4 separate regions of the Mus musculus genome follow, and all the other regions are linked to region 1. The links are chromatin contacts, called in public promoter capture Hi-C maps. All regions are on one chromosome and are shown on one strand. Each heading gives the region's core, a stretch centred on a gene start, on an enhancer-like site or on the middle of the called end of the contact. The rest is flanking DNA. Distances are from core to core; before and after follow the strand shown. Region 1 holds the start of Rsrc2 (arginine/serine-rich coiled-coil 2). Region 2 holds the start of Ubc (ubiquitin C). Region 3 holds the start of Tctn1 (tectonic family member 1). Region 4 holds the start of Ift81 (intraflagellar transport 81).

Region 1 (3,679 bases), core at 612-3,111:
ACACAAAATTTAAAAATTAAAAAAAGAAGCAACAAAGTTGAAGAACGAACTGCATGAATGTTATCCTCTGACCTATGAATGTACACACACAATAAATGTAAAGAAAATATACGTATACATGTAGGAGCATAATGTAGACAGGCATCGTGGCAAACACCCATAATCTCAGCATGCCAAAGGCGAAGACAGAAGAATAATTTCAAATTTGGGGAACCTTGGTCTGGTCCAAGCTTGTATTGCAAGATCCTGTCCACACACACAGAGTGGGAGGGGAATGTTGGAGTTAGCTAAAACTAAGGCTGTTTTGAAGGAGTTTTGTGTGTGTGTGTGTAGCCTAGAACTCACTGTATGGACCAGGCTGACCACAAACTCAGATATCCTTTTGCCTCTGCCACCTGAGTGCTGGGATTAAAGGTATGCGACATCTCTGCCTGGCTTGAAGGGTTGTTTGTTTGTTTGTTTTGTTTTGAATAACTTTTTCTTTTGAGTCAGCCTCTCACTGTGTAACTAAAGGTCTTGATCCTAACTTGAACTCAGGATCGTCCTACCTCAGCTCTAGACTCCTGGGATTTCAGTCAAGAGCTATCACGTCCTGCTTGTTCTGGGTTTTGATGGTTCCTGGGACTCTATTTGAATTGTCTGATAATATGCTATCTGGAAGCAGATAACATTTGGGCTAGGAATGTAATGAATAAAGGAAAAGAGCTCCTGCTAAGAACATAACACGACTTTAAATCCCAGCACTCAGGAGGCAGAGGCAGGTGGATCTCTGAGTTCTGAGCCAGACTGGCCTTTAACCTAGTACTTGGGAGGCAAAGACAGGACAAAGCTCTGTGAGTCTGGACTCAGACCACAGGCTAGACCAGTTATTCAGCACTCTACCAACTGACTTAACATTCCCAACCCTGAGGTTTATAGTCTTGAGGGAACAACAACGACAAAATGGTTGAACACTGTGTCAAGTATTTGGGTTTTTTTGGTTTTGGTTTTTTTTTTTTTTTTTTTTTTTTCCTTCGAGACAGGGTTTCTCTATGTAGCCCTGGCTGTCCTGGAACTCACTCTGTAGACCAGGCTGGCCTCGAACTCAGAAATCCGCCTGCCTCTGCCTCCGGAATGCTGGGCTGGGATTAAAGGCGTGCGCCACCACTGCCCCGTTTAAGACTACACTTTCTTCTGGTGAAAGAGAGCAAACAGGTGATAAACAGATTTTGACATCACCGAGTGCGGAAAAAAAACAGACGAGCCAATACAAGGTCATGAATCAGATGAAACACTATCGATGAAGCTATATCCACGAAAACTCAGACGGCCTGCCATCTAGAATCCTCTCTAATTTTTTTCTCCCGCCATCATCTAGAGATCGATAAAACCCAGAGACGGACTGAAGCCCCCTGCTGGTTCCACCTAACACTCCTCCCGCTCCCATCGAGCCGCAAGGCTGACGTCTCACCTGCAGCAGCTGACGAAATTAAAAAGAGAATTCTCAAGTGTCTCACACTTCTTCCCGACGGACACAACCGCCCCTACTCATTTTACCTTCCCTGCCACTGATTTGAATTGGCGGGAGAATACCGTGCTCAACCCCTTTTACGGAGGCCGGAGCAGGCCAAACTTGGCTCAAAATTGAGCGCGGAAACCGCCCCGCCCTAAACTAAATTGAATTCCCGATACCGAGCATCCATTCTGGGAGGTATCCTTGGCCCCACCCACTTCGTAGGCTTCACGCCACGCCCTTCGAGAGACTAACCAATCACCGCCTCGAACCGCGTTGTTATAGAAACTCTTATCGCCACCCACTTTTTCTCCCAGCAAGCTGCGCGCCTGGCCCGGCCTCATCCCCTTTTTTTTTTTTTTTTTTTCTTGTGCCATCCGGGTCTCTCGCGCAAGAGATTCAGTCTGTGGCGAAGCTTCGAGGCGGCCAGTACTGTTGAGTGCGGGCAAGCAGAGGCGCCGCCTTAGCGGCCGGGACTCAAAAAAATAATGGCGGTAGGTACTAAGTGGAGCTCGAAGGCCAGGCTGGGTTTTTTGTTTGTTTGTTTCTTTAACACAGAGTGGGCGACCAGCTCATCAGGGCTGTTGTCCGTGCCTGTGTGTGGACAAGATGGCGCCGCGGCCGCTCGCTGCGCTCGCCATCATGGCTTCCTGCTGCAGGGAGGGGGAGGTAAGGCCGTCTGGCTGGGGGTGGGGAGCCGCAGGGAATGGCTTGGTTTTTTCTTTCCCTCTCCAGAACTTTCCTCATCATTTTCCCTGACCCAGTATTTCTCCAGAAGCCCACCGAACTGTGGGGTTTAGCTCTTTGACCCAGACTGGTGTTAGGCTTTGCGTTTCCTAAGGCTTCTGCGTTCATGCTTGGCGCTTTATCGCATTTGACCGGAAAGGAAAAAAAGACCAGAAGTATCCTCTGGGACGCATCGGGTCAAAAGGCAGGCTCCTTAAGGCGCAGTGTAGGAGGACACAGTCTTTTTATTTGTTTGTTTATTTATCTTTGAGCGATCCCTCAGTGATAGGGCTACTTCTAGTTTTGCGAACCTTATTGGTTGAAACTGGGATTCACTTAAAGAGGGGAAAAAAAAGTCTATCTAGTTCCAGTCCCTTATGTTTTAAAGCGATTTATGAGGTTTTTTTTTGGGGGGGGTTGGTTTTTTTTTGTTTTTTGGGGTTTTTATTTTTGAGGCATGGTTTCTCTGTAGCCCTGGCTGTCCTGAAACTCGCTCTGTAGGCCATGCTGCCCCCGAACTCCGAAACCTTTGAGAACCGCAGCATTGTTTAAGACCCCCTTCCTGAACCAAATGGAAGCCGTATCTAAGAGACCTGAACAGGAAGCCTGCCCTGGATATATACTATGCTCATTGCTAATGAATCATATTAGCCTGTGATAATTTGTTTCTGGTTTTCGAAAGAAAATATTCTTGTAAGCATTCTGTATTTCCTTTTACTGACAGGTTTTAACTTCATATTGCAAATAAGGCTTACTTTTCCTGATAGTTGGAGTATTTGAAATTAGAATGGTACAGGTAGTTTTTCTGCATCTCACTACCCTCTTTCTAGATGAATTTAGAATGATTTTTTTTTTTTTGACTTTTCAAAGAGTAGGCAAGCTTTTTTAAATTGTGGGATTAGTGTCTTGGGCCTCTTAGTATACTTCAAGAATGGTATTATTTGCCGGGTGTGGTGGCGTACGCCTTTAATCCCAGCACTTGGGAGGCAGAGACAGGTGAATTTCTGAGTTCGAGGCCAGCCTGGTCTACAGAGTGAGTTCCAGGACAGCCAGGGCTACACAGAGAAACCCTGTCTCGAAAAACCAAAAAAAAAAAAGAAAAAAAAAGAATGGTATTATTTTCCTTGTGTTCCATTATTTTAAGTGAGATAAATTCAGTTATTGGCTTTCTGCAGTGTCGTCCACTGTAAACGTAATCCTCCAGAGAGCTGGCCTAGTATCAAATCCTCTGCTAAAGGGATTTGTATGCTGTGCTTCAGCTGTTGTCTAGGGTTTTCACGATTTAAATGTGGAAAACGGGTGGCTTATAGACCCAGTGACTGAACATTGCAGTTTGCAGGCAGTGTTTCTATGGATTTCTACTAAACTGAAGTAAAACTGACTAATTGATATTTTGGCTCTCAGTCTCCGGGGGATGGGGAGGACGCCTATTATTTCATGGGTTTAATGATGAAGTGGGTT
Region 2 (3,679 bases), core at 702-3,201, 1.6 Mb before region 1:
CCTTTCAAGCTCACCTTGGCCAGGTCCAGGGCTCAAGCTTTGCTTCTTCCTCGCCCCTACCCCCACCCCTACTTCTAAAATCAAGGCTGCCTGGCTCTGAATCTTCTAGACTCTGGAAAAAAACCTGATGCCACAAAGCTGGTGACTCAGCCAAGAACCAGGAATCACGAGGCTGAAGCAAAGCGACAGCCAAATATAGCATGGTGTGGCCGGAAGCCAGAATCACTTTAGAACCAACTTCAGTGTTTTCTTCCCTTCCTCAAACTTCTGTCTGAATTCTAGAAAGAACTGACCTGCCCAGAACTCTGCCTCAGAAATCACTGTGGCTTCCCAGAAACCCGGAGAATGACATTTTAATTTTATAGTGGCATATGACCTCGATTCATGGAAAAAAATCACAGAAAATTAAGTCTATTCTGAACAACACCTGCAGTTAAAGTATATTTTGAACAATACCTCTGATCTTGAATGTTTATGAATTCCTAAACCAGGGAGCCAGACAGGCCTGAATTCTCAGCGTCTGGGTGGTAGAGGCAGGAGTATCAACTGCAAGTTAGAACCCAGCCTGATCTATGTCATGAGTCCCAGGGCAGCCAGGGCTACATATAGGAACCCTGTCTCAAAAAAACTCAAAAAATGCTGAGATTAAAGGCATTTAATAGTGTGTGTCCATCTAAGTGTGTGCCACATGTATGTGAAAGTGTCCCTAGGGACATTGGACCCTCCTGAAGCTGGAGTCACAAGCTAGCTGCCTGACAGGGTTGCTGGGTATTGAATTCATGTACTCTGGAAAAAGACCTGTTCCTACTGGGGAGCCATCTCTCCCCATCAGGGATTCAATTCTTACCTTCTAAGGTCTTAGGCCTTACATTTCAAAAACCTGAGCTGGGCAGTGGTGGCGCAGGCCTTTAATCCCAGCACTTTGGAGGCAGAGGCAGGTGGATTTCTGAGTTCGGGGCCAGCCTGGTCTACAAAGTGAGTTCCAGGACAGTCAGGGCTACACAGAGAAACCCTGTCTCAAAAAACCAAAAAAAAAAAAACAAAACAAAACAAAACAAAAAAAACCCTGAATAATTTGATTCGTATAAGTGGGATATATGCTTGCTGTAATCTGAACATTGTACTACACGTGCACATTTGTGCTTTTTTGTTTTTGTGGGGGTTTTTTGTTTGGTTTTTGGTTTTTCAAGTCAAGTGTAGCCCTGGCCATTCTGGAACTTGATCTGTAGACCATACTTGGGAGGCAGAGGCAGGAGGACCTATATAAACTTGAGACCAGCCTGGTCTACATAGCATATTCCAGGACAGGCAGGGCTACACAGAGAAACCCCCATCTGAACAACAAAAATTTAAAAATCAGGGCTTCAGTGGGTTCAGTCTCAGAATATGAACAACAAATATGAACAACATTTGGAAATTTTGACCTTTACTTAGTGACAAGCACATAGAAAACATAGAACCTTCTCGAATCCAAGGACACAAGGTTTAGGAAAAATCTGGAAAGATCAGGTTCTGCTGGGCTTCAGATCTAATGCCAACAGTTTTCAAGAACTGTGTAGACTGTCTGCTTTCCTTGACAAACTCAGATTCGTTTTTCCAAATCGGGGAGAGATTCCCTCCTTCGTATTTTTTTTTTTTAAATTTATTAAAAACCCTTTGTCATTTTCCTTGTTAGGAGATTTGCACAGTCATCCACCCTGTCACTGTGCCAAAACAGTGAGGGCTGGGCATAGTGACCCGCCGGGGATGAGGGGATTGAGGAGGCGAGGTCACCAATGGGATCCCAGTGTGACAGGAGCCAAAGCCCTGGGTCCCCCTAGCGCGGAAAGAAAACAGGGGGGGTGGGGGGTGGTGGCCTGACTAGGGGCGCCAGGCCGCGAAGCCGCAGGGCGCCTGCGCCAAGGCCCGCTCCGGCCTCAGTGATCCCAGCCGTGTTTTCGTGCCGATCGTCTCACGCGCGCTGATCCCTCCGCGGAGTCGCCCGAGGTCACAGCCCTGCCCTCCCACACAAAGCCCCTCAATCTCTGGACGCCACCGTGAAACAACTCCGTGAGAGAGGTACCTTGATAGTTTTAGCCTGTCGCTTTCGCTGCCGAGACTGGACCCGGCGTTACAAAGTAGTCCCTGACCGCATTGCCCGCGGAGGGACCGCGCGGAAGGGGGGGGGCGGGGCTTCGGTGACTATATAAAGAGACGCCGGGCGTGCCGCAGCTAGTTCCGTGGAGACTGCGAGTTCCGTCTGCTGTGTGAGGACTGCCGCCACCACCGCTGGTGAGGAGAAAGCCGCCGCACCCGGTCGGGGACGGGAGGCTGGAGGCGAGACGGGGCGAGAGGCAGCCCCGCGGCCCAGACGTTTGGTTTCCGTGGCCCGCGCGGACCGCGGCTGCCCCGAGGCAGAGGACTGGGCGGCAAGATGGCGGCCAGATGGAAGCCTGAGGGGGAAGACGCGGGGCTCTGACGCGCAGGACGAGGTTGGGGGAGGAAAAAGGCCCGCGAGGCCGCTGCCCTCCGGTTAAGCCGGGGACGTCGGAGACTGTGGGGTGGGGACTGAATTAGGGTTGCGCGCCGTAGGAGCCTCTGCTGTGAGAGCCGTGGATATTGGGCTGGCCCGAGAGGTCGATTGGCCCGGCGTTCGTCCGTTCGTTTGCTGAAAGACGGAAGTGCGATCGAGACCGGAAGGGGGTTGGGCGGCGGTTCAGCCTGCCTGGCCTGCCGCCCCCTGTGACGTCGCGGGTTGCGTGGCCTCCTAATGGATAGTGACGTCACTATCTTGACTTTAGCTTTCCCTCGGTTGTAGGACAGGGTTTGGGTCTCGGCCTCCGGTAGCCTCTCCAGAGTAAACAGGAACCGGAAATTCAGAGGGGAAATGTGAGCCATTCTTGTCCTGTTTCGTTTTAAGAATGTCGCTGTACAACTATGACTACTGAAACTTTTGGGGGGGGGGTTCGAGACGGTTTCTCTATGTAGTCCTGGCTGTCCCGCATCTCACTCTGTAGATCAGGCTGGCCTCGAACCCAGAAATCCTCCTGCCTCTGCCTCCCAAGTGTTGGGACGAAAGGCACCACCATTGTCCTGCGACAAGGGTGTTTTTTTTTAAACTGTCAAAATCTCTGCCTCTACCACCCCATGTGATGAGGTCCAAGGCCAGTACCACCACTCCAGACTAATTTTAATCGTTCAGACAAAAGTTTGGTGTTCTTTTGGGGGAAGGAGAGTTGAGGCAGGATTACACTGTCTCTGGCTGACCTTCCAGTTAGAGATCTGCCCACCTCAGTGTCCCCAGTGCTGAGGTCAGCGATAGGCATGGGCTCAGACTTAGTTTTGCAGTAGTAACTTGCTATATTACCATTCTGAAACTGAATCCGGGACTGCTGTGGTTTCATAACCTCCCAGAGGTCAGGCTTTTCTGCAAACTGTTCAAATAGACAGAAATTGACTTTCAGCTGTTGGTATACTGAAGTCTCCATCCTGTAAATTTGGTAATACAAAAAGACTCACCATGCCGAGGTTTCTTAACTTTGTTAGTCAACAATCTTATTTTCTTGATGGTTTTTCGGGGTGGGGGGATTGGATTCAAGACAGAATCTGTGTAGATAGACCTTGCTATTTAGACTTATAGCATCCAGTTGACAAATGTTGATGCCATCCCACAAATATTTGTGTCATTCCTGACCTGTGA
Region 3 (3,679 bases), core at 552-3,051, 1.5 Mb after region 1:
CTGTTAGAACGGCTTTCATTAAAAACCACTGAGGGGCTGGCGAGATGGCTCAGCCAGTAGGAGCACTGACTGCTCTTCCAAAAGTCCTGTGTTCAAATCCCACCAACCACATGGTGGCTCACAACCACCCATAATGAGATCTGATGCCCTCTACTGGAGCATCTGAAGACAGCTACAGTGTACTTACATATAATAATAAATCAATCTTTAAAAACCACTGAAAACTAAAACCAAACCAAATTCTACACCCAGTAAACTTGTTACTTGTTGCCAACAAAAATGTTGACTGGGAAGAAACTCCAGCATAGGTGACTACTATATTGCTTATATTCATATATTCAGTTTTGAATAATGGAAGCGTCACATTTAGATGTGTGCTTTTATTTGGGTGCACACACTCATGCAGGTGCCCCCAGGGACCAGAGGACCGGTTTATATCCTTTAGAGCTGGAGTAACACAGGTGAGAAGCCACCATGCTGGTGCTGAGAACTAAACCCTGGTCTTCTCCAAGCAGCAAGGGCTCCTAATGGCTGAGTCATCTCTCTAGCCCCTAGATGGACTCAGTGAATTATGATGGAAAGAAAGAAAGAAAGAAACTAACAAATGAGTCCCCACTGTCCCCTAAGGCTTTCGAAATGTATGAGCAGATAACAGTCTACACCTTGAAGTCAAATGTCAGAAAATTACATTGAGGCTTGAGACTGGATAAAAGGATTTTGAGAACTTTTCACAGAATGATTTGAAGCACAGGGCTGTAAGACTTAAGGAAGGGCTGGAGAGATGGCTCAGCGGTTAAGAGCTTGGGCTGCTCTTCCAGAGGTCCTGAGTTCAATTCCCAGCAACCACTTGGTGGCTCATGTCATGTCTATGACTGTCTCATGGGATCTGATGCCCTCTGCTGGTGTACATACATACAGACACAACACCATATACAAAAAACAAAACAAAACAAAACATAACTAACCCTTAAAAAATACCTGAGAGACAGAGGCAGGTGGTTCTCCGAGTTCGAGGCCAGACTGGTCCACAGAGTGCATTCTGGGACAGTCAGGTCTACAGAGAGAAACCCTGTCTCAAATTCCTCCCCCATCCTCCCCCTACCAGTAAACACACACACACACACACACACACACACACACACACACACACACACACGATGAGAAGAACATTCCAAATGATATAATCATAAAGGCAGATATGGAGGTTGGATGCGGTGGTGCATGCCTGGCATGAGGCACTGACATAGGGCTGCCTTGGGTTCGAGATTAGTCAGGCACAGAGAGATCCCGTCTAAAAGAACCAAAAAGTTAAGAATTCTTTTGTTTCTCTTATCATAAATAAATCCGTGGACAGAAGTGCTCTGGCGACCTCCTGCGATGTATCCAAAGGCAAAGAAAGTAAAGAAAGTGTTACATGGGGTAAGAAATTCAATGTAACTTAAAGGAACCAAGTCACTTCTAAACATGCGCTGCGGGTCTTTTATTAGAAATACTCTCTTCTAGGCTCTGCCCTAGTCTTGACTGACTCCGAATTCTGTGAGGCTATAGCTGGGAATCTACATTTTTAAAAAAAAAAAAAAAAACAACCACGCAGCACCCAAAGTGTCACAACAGAAGTTTACATCTTCCGATTTTCTGAGGGCTCCTTAGAAAGAGCTGTCTCATACCCCGCCCCCACCGGCCCCGCCCCTCCTCTCCGATTCCGCCCAGGCCCCGCCTATAGCCTCGCCCAGCTCCCGCCCCATTCGCGGGTCTGACTTCAGGCCCCACCTTCTTCCGCAGACCAGTTTGGCCTCGCGAGCCCTTTCCCGTGATACCTAGCGCTAGGCTGTGACTGTTGCCCGGGCAACAGACGGGCCTAGCTCCCCGGCGCGGGCTACTCTGCTAGGCCATGGGGTCGCGGGGTCTCCCGCCGCTCCTGCTGGTGCTCCTAAACTGCTACACCTCTTCGAGCACCCAGGTCATTGCCATCCCGGCTGCGGCCACCCCAGCAGTGACGAAGGAGGATCTCAATTCCACCAAGGCCACCCCCACCACTCTGCAGCCCTCCCTGTCGCCTAGGACCCCGGGAACTCCCAGGGCACCGGAGCGCTCTGGCCCCAGGCCTACCCCGGTCACGGACGGTGGGTACAAAGGGGTGACCCCCCTGGAGCGGGTACACCAGCTCAAAGTTACCCCCTTCTCAGCCTCCCTGTCGTTACCCTCAGGGGGAGATCGGATCTCTGGCACACAAATGCGGAGGGCGGGGCTCAGTTACTCCCTTTTCCGCATCATTGCAGACGGCTGCAGTGGGGTACTAGATAGAAACCTACAGAATGAGTTGAAGGCAGTACTGGTAGAAGAAAGAGTGCTAAGTGGATCTTCGTCCTCTCCACGCAGACACACGGACATGGGCATCCCAGTTGTGTCTAGATTACTGAGAGCCCAGCAGATATTTTCAGGGTGATTAAGTGCGTTTTAGACATTTTTTACCAGCTAAATGGAGTTATTAAACACACCTGTTTCATCCGTATCTACTTACCGCTCGGAATTTGAAGCTTTGGCAACAATTCGTGGTTGTAAATTTAAACACATGAGGTAGTGGACTTAATTGCTCTCTCCCTTTTACCCATCCCAGTGAAGGGAGTATGGCGTTCTTTTAGTGAGTACGCGCAGTTGTCCATGGCTAGAGAGGACCTAGTCAAGGAGGAGCTAATTTGTCTTTCGGACTAAGAAAGCATTTTTCATTTATCAATAAAACTCCCCTTTCCCTTCGTGCCTTTCCAGAGCGTTATACCACTTTCGGGGGGAATTTTTTCTAAATCTTAAAAAAGTATTTTAAATTGTGTGTGCATATTTGTATATGTTTGTGAGGATGGGGTGGATATATATTGGCGCCCTTGGAGAACCGAAGTGGGGAGCTGGAGTTTGTTTGAGAGCTGGCTGACTTGGGTCCTGGGAACAGAAGTTAGGTCCTGTATACAAGCAGTATGTGCTTTTAACTCCTGAGCCATCTCCCCAGCCTGTTCTAGAACCATTCCAGTCTCCTGCCTTCGCCTTCTTTCCTAACTTTGTTCCTGACAGGTTTGCTAAGTGACCCAGACTGGCCTGTAACCTGACATCTTCCTGACTCTGCCTCCCAGTTGCTGAGATTCCCAGGTGTGGGCCTCCCAGCCTGCCTCCCATCTCTAGAGCTTGTTTTTTTGTTTTGGTTTTTTTTTTTTTGTAAATTTTGAAACCATTCATTCATACAAATAAGAATGCTATGACATCCCGTCAGCATTTGGCTAAAATTCTTTGTTTGAAGCCTGAGATTATTGCCCCTCTTCCCCAAAAGGAAACCAAACATTACAGTTAAGATGCAGCCCAGGGGGCTGGAGAGATGGCTCAGTGGTTAAGAACACTGACTGCGCTTCCAGAGGTCCTGAGTTCAAATCCCAGCATCTACATGGGTGGCTCATAGCCATCTGTAATGAGATCTGGTGCCCTCTTCTGGTGTGTCTGAAGACAGCTACAGTGTAACTCATATAAATAAATAAATTAAAAAAAAATCAAGCCAGGTTGTGCAGGTGGTACACTCTTTAATCCTGGGGAGGGGTGGGGGAATCTCTGAGTGTGAGGCCAGCCTGATCTACAAAGTGAGTTCCAGTCAGGGCTACACAGAGAATTCCTGTCTCAAAGAAAAACAACAAGAAACAAA
Region 4 (3,679 bases), core at 344-2,843, 1.1 Mb after region 1:
GTCATACAGGAGTGATATGAACTTCCCAATGACACAGCATCTAAGCACCTGTTTTAGTTTGCTTTCTATTTCCGTAATAAACTACCATGACCAAAAACAACTTGGGGAGGAAATGATTTACTTAGTTTACAGATCATAGTCCGTCATCAGGAAAGAAAAGGCAGGAGCTTGAAGCAGGAACCACAAAGGAATACTTCTTACTGGCCTGCTTCTCCTGAGATTCTCAGCTACCTTTCTTACATCGGCCAGGCCCACATGCCCAGGGGTGGCCTTGCTCACAACGGGCCCGGCCCTCCTACACACAATAAATTAATGATGTAATAAAATAAAAAGCAAGGTCGGAGGTGTAACTCAGTGGTAGAGTTCTTTCCTAGCACAGGCTATAGGAGAACAGGATGAGGAGGTGGAGGAAGAGGGGGTGGAGCGGGAGGTGAGGTAGAAGTGACAAGCTTTCAGAACCGCTGTTAGAGCCTGTTAGAAATCTATTCAAAATCTCAAACACAGTTCAGTTAGAAGGTACCATTAGGAGCTTACATACCAGACTTGACCAGGCGTCTCTGGGGGGAAAAGAAAAGCTACCCACAGTTTGTTTCAGACAGAATAAGCAAGGTCTCTATGCTGTAAAACTGTTGCTAGGAATGTCTTCTTAGACTCCTCAGTGAATCCCACCAAGGAATCACAGGGTGAAGTCAGTTCCTCCTTTCGTCTGTAGCAGGTGGGGACACCACAATCTGTCTCTGTGGAACCTGTCTCTAGGTTTGTGTGCCAAGCGCCTTTACCAGTTGAGCTACCTCAACAGGTCATTTGGATTCTTTTTACTGGTCTTTAAACAGCGCTCTGTCTAATGGAGACATGACAGTATGATTCCTTCAGCCATCCCTGTCCCCCAGTAAACGTCACACATACTCTGTCATCACTGAGACATCTTGGTACATTTCTCTCCGTCCTGGGCTGTTTAACTATATTGCCTCTCTTTCCCCATCATCTCTGTGAGGACAGAACCAACCCTATTGGGTCTTGTTCTCTATTGCATTTCCAGCAGTCAGCAGTATGGAATGCCTAATTTATCATTTGTTAGCTTGAGGTTGTGGCAAGTCTGGTATTACATTTACTGTTTCTCCAAGGATGTCTGAGCATCTAACCTAGTTTTCAGAGTAGGCCTCCATTTGTCCCGGTCTGTCTCTCCTCTCCATGTCTGGGTCTCTCAATCCATAGTTTATAATTGTTCCATGCATGATTTAACCTGGAGATTCTTTCGTCGAAAACCTAAATTCGGAAACCACGCCCAATGCTTTCTGACCCCAAACCCTATCCAGTCCTGCTTCAAACAAGTCGCCCCAAGTTTGGTAAATAAATGAATGAATGAATGAAACAGCACACGCAAACAGCACAGGTTAAGCCCTTTGTCAAGGTGAGAACGGTAGACGGTTCGCAAAGGTTATTATCAGCAGGAGTCTAAGTGGGAATAACAGCCAGAGTCACCCTAGGCTTTCTGCAGAGGTTCGGAACCCCAGGTACCAGGGCCAAGCTTTCCAGCCCGAGGCTCCGCCCTCCGGTGTGCGCGCGCCCCCCTCCTCCCCGAGCCAGAGGAAGTGACGTCACCGCATGGCAACCGTTGCCAAGGAGCGGTCTCTAAGAACCCGCAAGCGCCCCAGTGCCTCCCGAGGGTGGGGAGGTGGTTTCGTGAGGAGGATTTGAGGTAACCCCCGCCAACTCGCGGTCGGGAACTCCGCGAACCCCCGAATCCCGTCAAGCTGCGCCCGCTCCCGGCCGGTGGCGGCAGCAGGGCCTGTCGGGGGGCGGGGGGTCGGCCGCGCGGGTCCCCCTCGGTCTCCGGGCGTCGCAGGAGGCCGTAGGCCTGCGCGCGCTGCCCCGGCTGGGCCGGATACCACGCGCGTCCTGGTTTTAATTCTTGCCCCGGCTCCCCCTGGGTGCTGCAGTGGGTGAGTGCTGGTGAATTAGCTCGGCCGGTTGCGCTGGAAGAGGGAGAGTAATTGCTTTTGCTAATTTTAGCGCGCAGCGCCCGGCGGGCAGCGACAGCCCTACCTGGTTCAAGAGCATCTCTGTCCTCTGAAAGCTGGTGGGGCAACGCAGCTCATTTCTTTTCTTAAAAAAGTTTGGAAACTTGGCGTGTATTAGTTGCGCATAATGGGTACCACTGTATTCACACATGCATACATATAGTGTATTCCATCACCCCATCCCCGTTTCTCGCTCTTCGCTTTCCTGCTCCCACGGAATCCATTTCCTAACCCTTCTCCCTTCGACTTTTTTGCCCCCACCTCACTCCCCTTTTCTTTTGGAGGTCCAATGAGTTTAATTATGGTTCCCCACCCTTAGCAACCATTAAGTTGCCTGTAATAATCGTGAGCCCCTCCCCTTTTCTTCTCTTGGCAACATTTTCTTGCTTATCCAGATATTTGGTTTGATTTTGTGTTTCTCAGAGAAGAAAAAGCCGTATGGACAACTTCTAAATTAGTTTAAATATATGTGGATATAAGGATGTGTATTATATTTTTACAGTTGAAAACTTGAGCCTCCCAAGTTTTTAAAAAGTAAAGATATTCTCTGTAATTTATTTATTTCTGGCTTGTTTTTTGAGACAATGCTTCTCTGTAGAGTCCTGGCTGGCCAGGAACTCACTCTGTAGACCAGGCTGGCCTCAAACTCAGAAATCCTCCTGCCTCTGCCTCCTAGCACTGAGATTAAAATTGCACACTACTATCCCTGAGATAGTCTTTATATATAAACTTAAAAAGAAACCTTAAATTTAGCAACCATACTGGTTGTGCCATCCTTTCTTATCTTTTAGAACAACTTTATTTCCTTCCTTCTAGCTTCCTTCCTCCTTTCCTTCCTTCCTTTCTTCCAAATGTCTTCTAAATGTAAGCTTCACCCACCCAATTAAAGAACCCATTTCATGCCAGACTTGGTGGCTCTTGATTTTAATTCCAGCACTCAGGAGAGAGAAGCTTGGTCTACACCGTGAGTTCCAGGCCAGCTAAGGCTACACAGCAAAACCTGTTTTAAAAGGAGAGAAAGAGAGAGAGAGAGAGAGAGAGAGAGCGCGCGAGCATGTGTGTTGGGGGGGGTGGAGTAAGATGCTCAGGGCTTACTTTATGTCTTGAGTGAAACAGTATCTGTCTCATAGTTTTAACTAAGAAAGCATTGAGATGACTTTGTCGTCTTGTCCACCTCACCTTTTCTAGTTTAAGAGGGTCTTATAGTGCAGCCCAGGTTGGCCTTAAACTTTGCCTCCTTCTTTCTCAGCCGCCTCACTTCTGGGCTTACAGTGTGGGGCAGTGCTCAGGAATAGCAGTTCAGTTTTGTTGCTGTGATTTTGACAAGGTCTCAAGGCGCCCAAGCGGCTTTGACCTCACACTAAGTAGCCAAGCAAGGGCCACCTTGAACTTGTGATCTTCCTGCTTCCACCTCCTGAGTGCTGACGTTACAGGCCTGCTCACGGACCTCCAGTTAATTCAGTGCTGGGAATCAAACCCAGGGCTTCCTACATGTTAGGCAAGCCATCATAAATCCCCAGCCCAGCACTTCATTTTAGTAAAGCAGTTTCCCTTGGTAAAGCCATTTCAGCTGTTAAGAAATCAGTTATTCAATTTTAATTAAAAATTAAAAAAATAAACTTTAAAATATTTATTTTATAAATATGAATGTTTTGCTT

What was found. Promoter capture Hi-C pulls out the DNA fragments that hold promoters and counts their contacts.
Region 2: a contact with region 1 is called in a promoter capture Hi-C map of neural stem cells. The contact joins the promoter of Ubc here to the promoter of Rsrc2 in region 1. A contact is called at or near these places in 1 of 39 promoter capture datasets (neural stem cells) and 1 of 115 datasets of contacts at active chromatin or transcription factors (pancreatic cancer cells).
Region 3: a contact with region 1 is called in a promoter capture Hi-C map of pre-B cells, with 3 times the contacts expected there. The contact joins the promoter of Tctn1 here to the promoter of Rsrc2 in region 1. A contact is called at or near these places in 2 of 39 promoter capture datasets (liver and pre-B cells).
Region 4: a promoter capture Hi-C map of pre-B cells shows a contact between it and region 1, with 2.0 times the contacts expected there. The contact joins the promoter of Ift81 here to the promoter of Rsrc2 in region 1. A contact is called at or near these places in 1 of 39 promoter capture datasets (pre-B cells) and 1 of 9 other capture datasets (liver).

The regions. Positions count from the first base shown.
Region 1 is chr5:123,747,596-123,751,274 of GRCm38.p6, reverse strand. Rsrc2 (arginine/serine-rich coiled-coil 2) reads left to right here and starts at 1,861. Exons shown (of 10, transcript NM_001005525.2): 1 at 1,861-1,986. The coding sequence starts at 1,981. Kntc1 (kinetochore associated 1) reads right to left here and starts at 1,549. Exons shown (of 64, transcript NM_001042421.1): 1 at 1,451-1,549.
Region 2 is chr5:125,388,289-125,391,967 of GRCm38.p6, reverse strand. Ubc (ubiquitin C) reads left to right here and starts at 1,951. Exons shown (of 2, transcript NM_019639.4): 1 at 1,951-2,058.
Region 3 is chr5:122,262,582-122,266,260 of GRCm38.p6, reverse strand. It overlaps Tctn1 (tectonic family member 1), which reads left to right and starts at 1,801. Exons shown (of 14, transcript NM_001039153.3): 1 at 1,801-2,123. The coding sequence starts at 1,892.
Region 4 is chr5:122,612,458-122,616,136 of GRCm38.p6, reverse strand. Ift81 (intraflagellar transport 81) reads left to right here and starts at 1,593. Exons shown (of 19, transcript NM_009879.4): 1 at 1,593-1,699.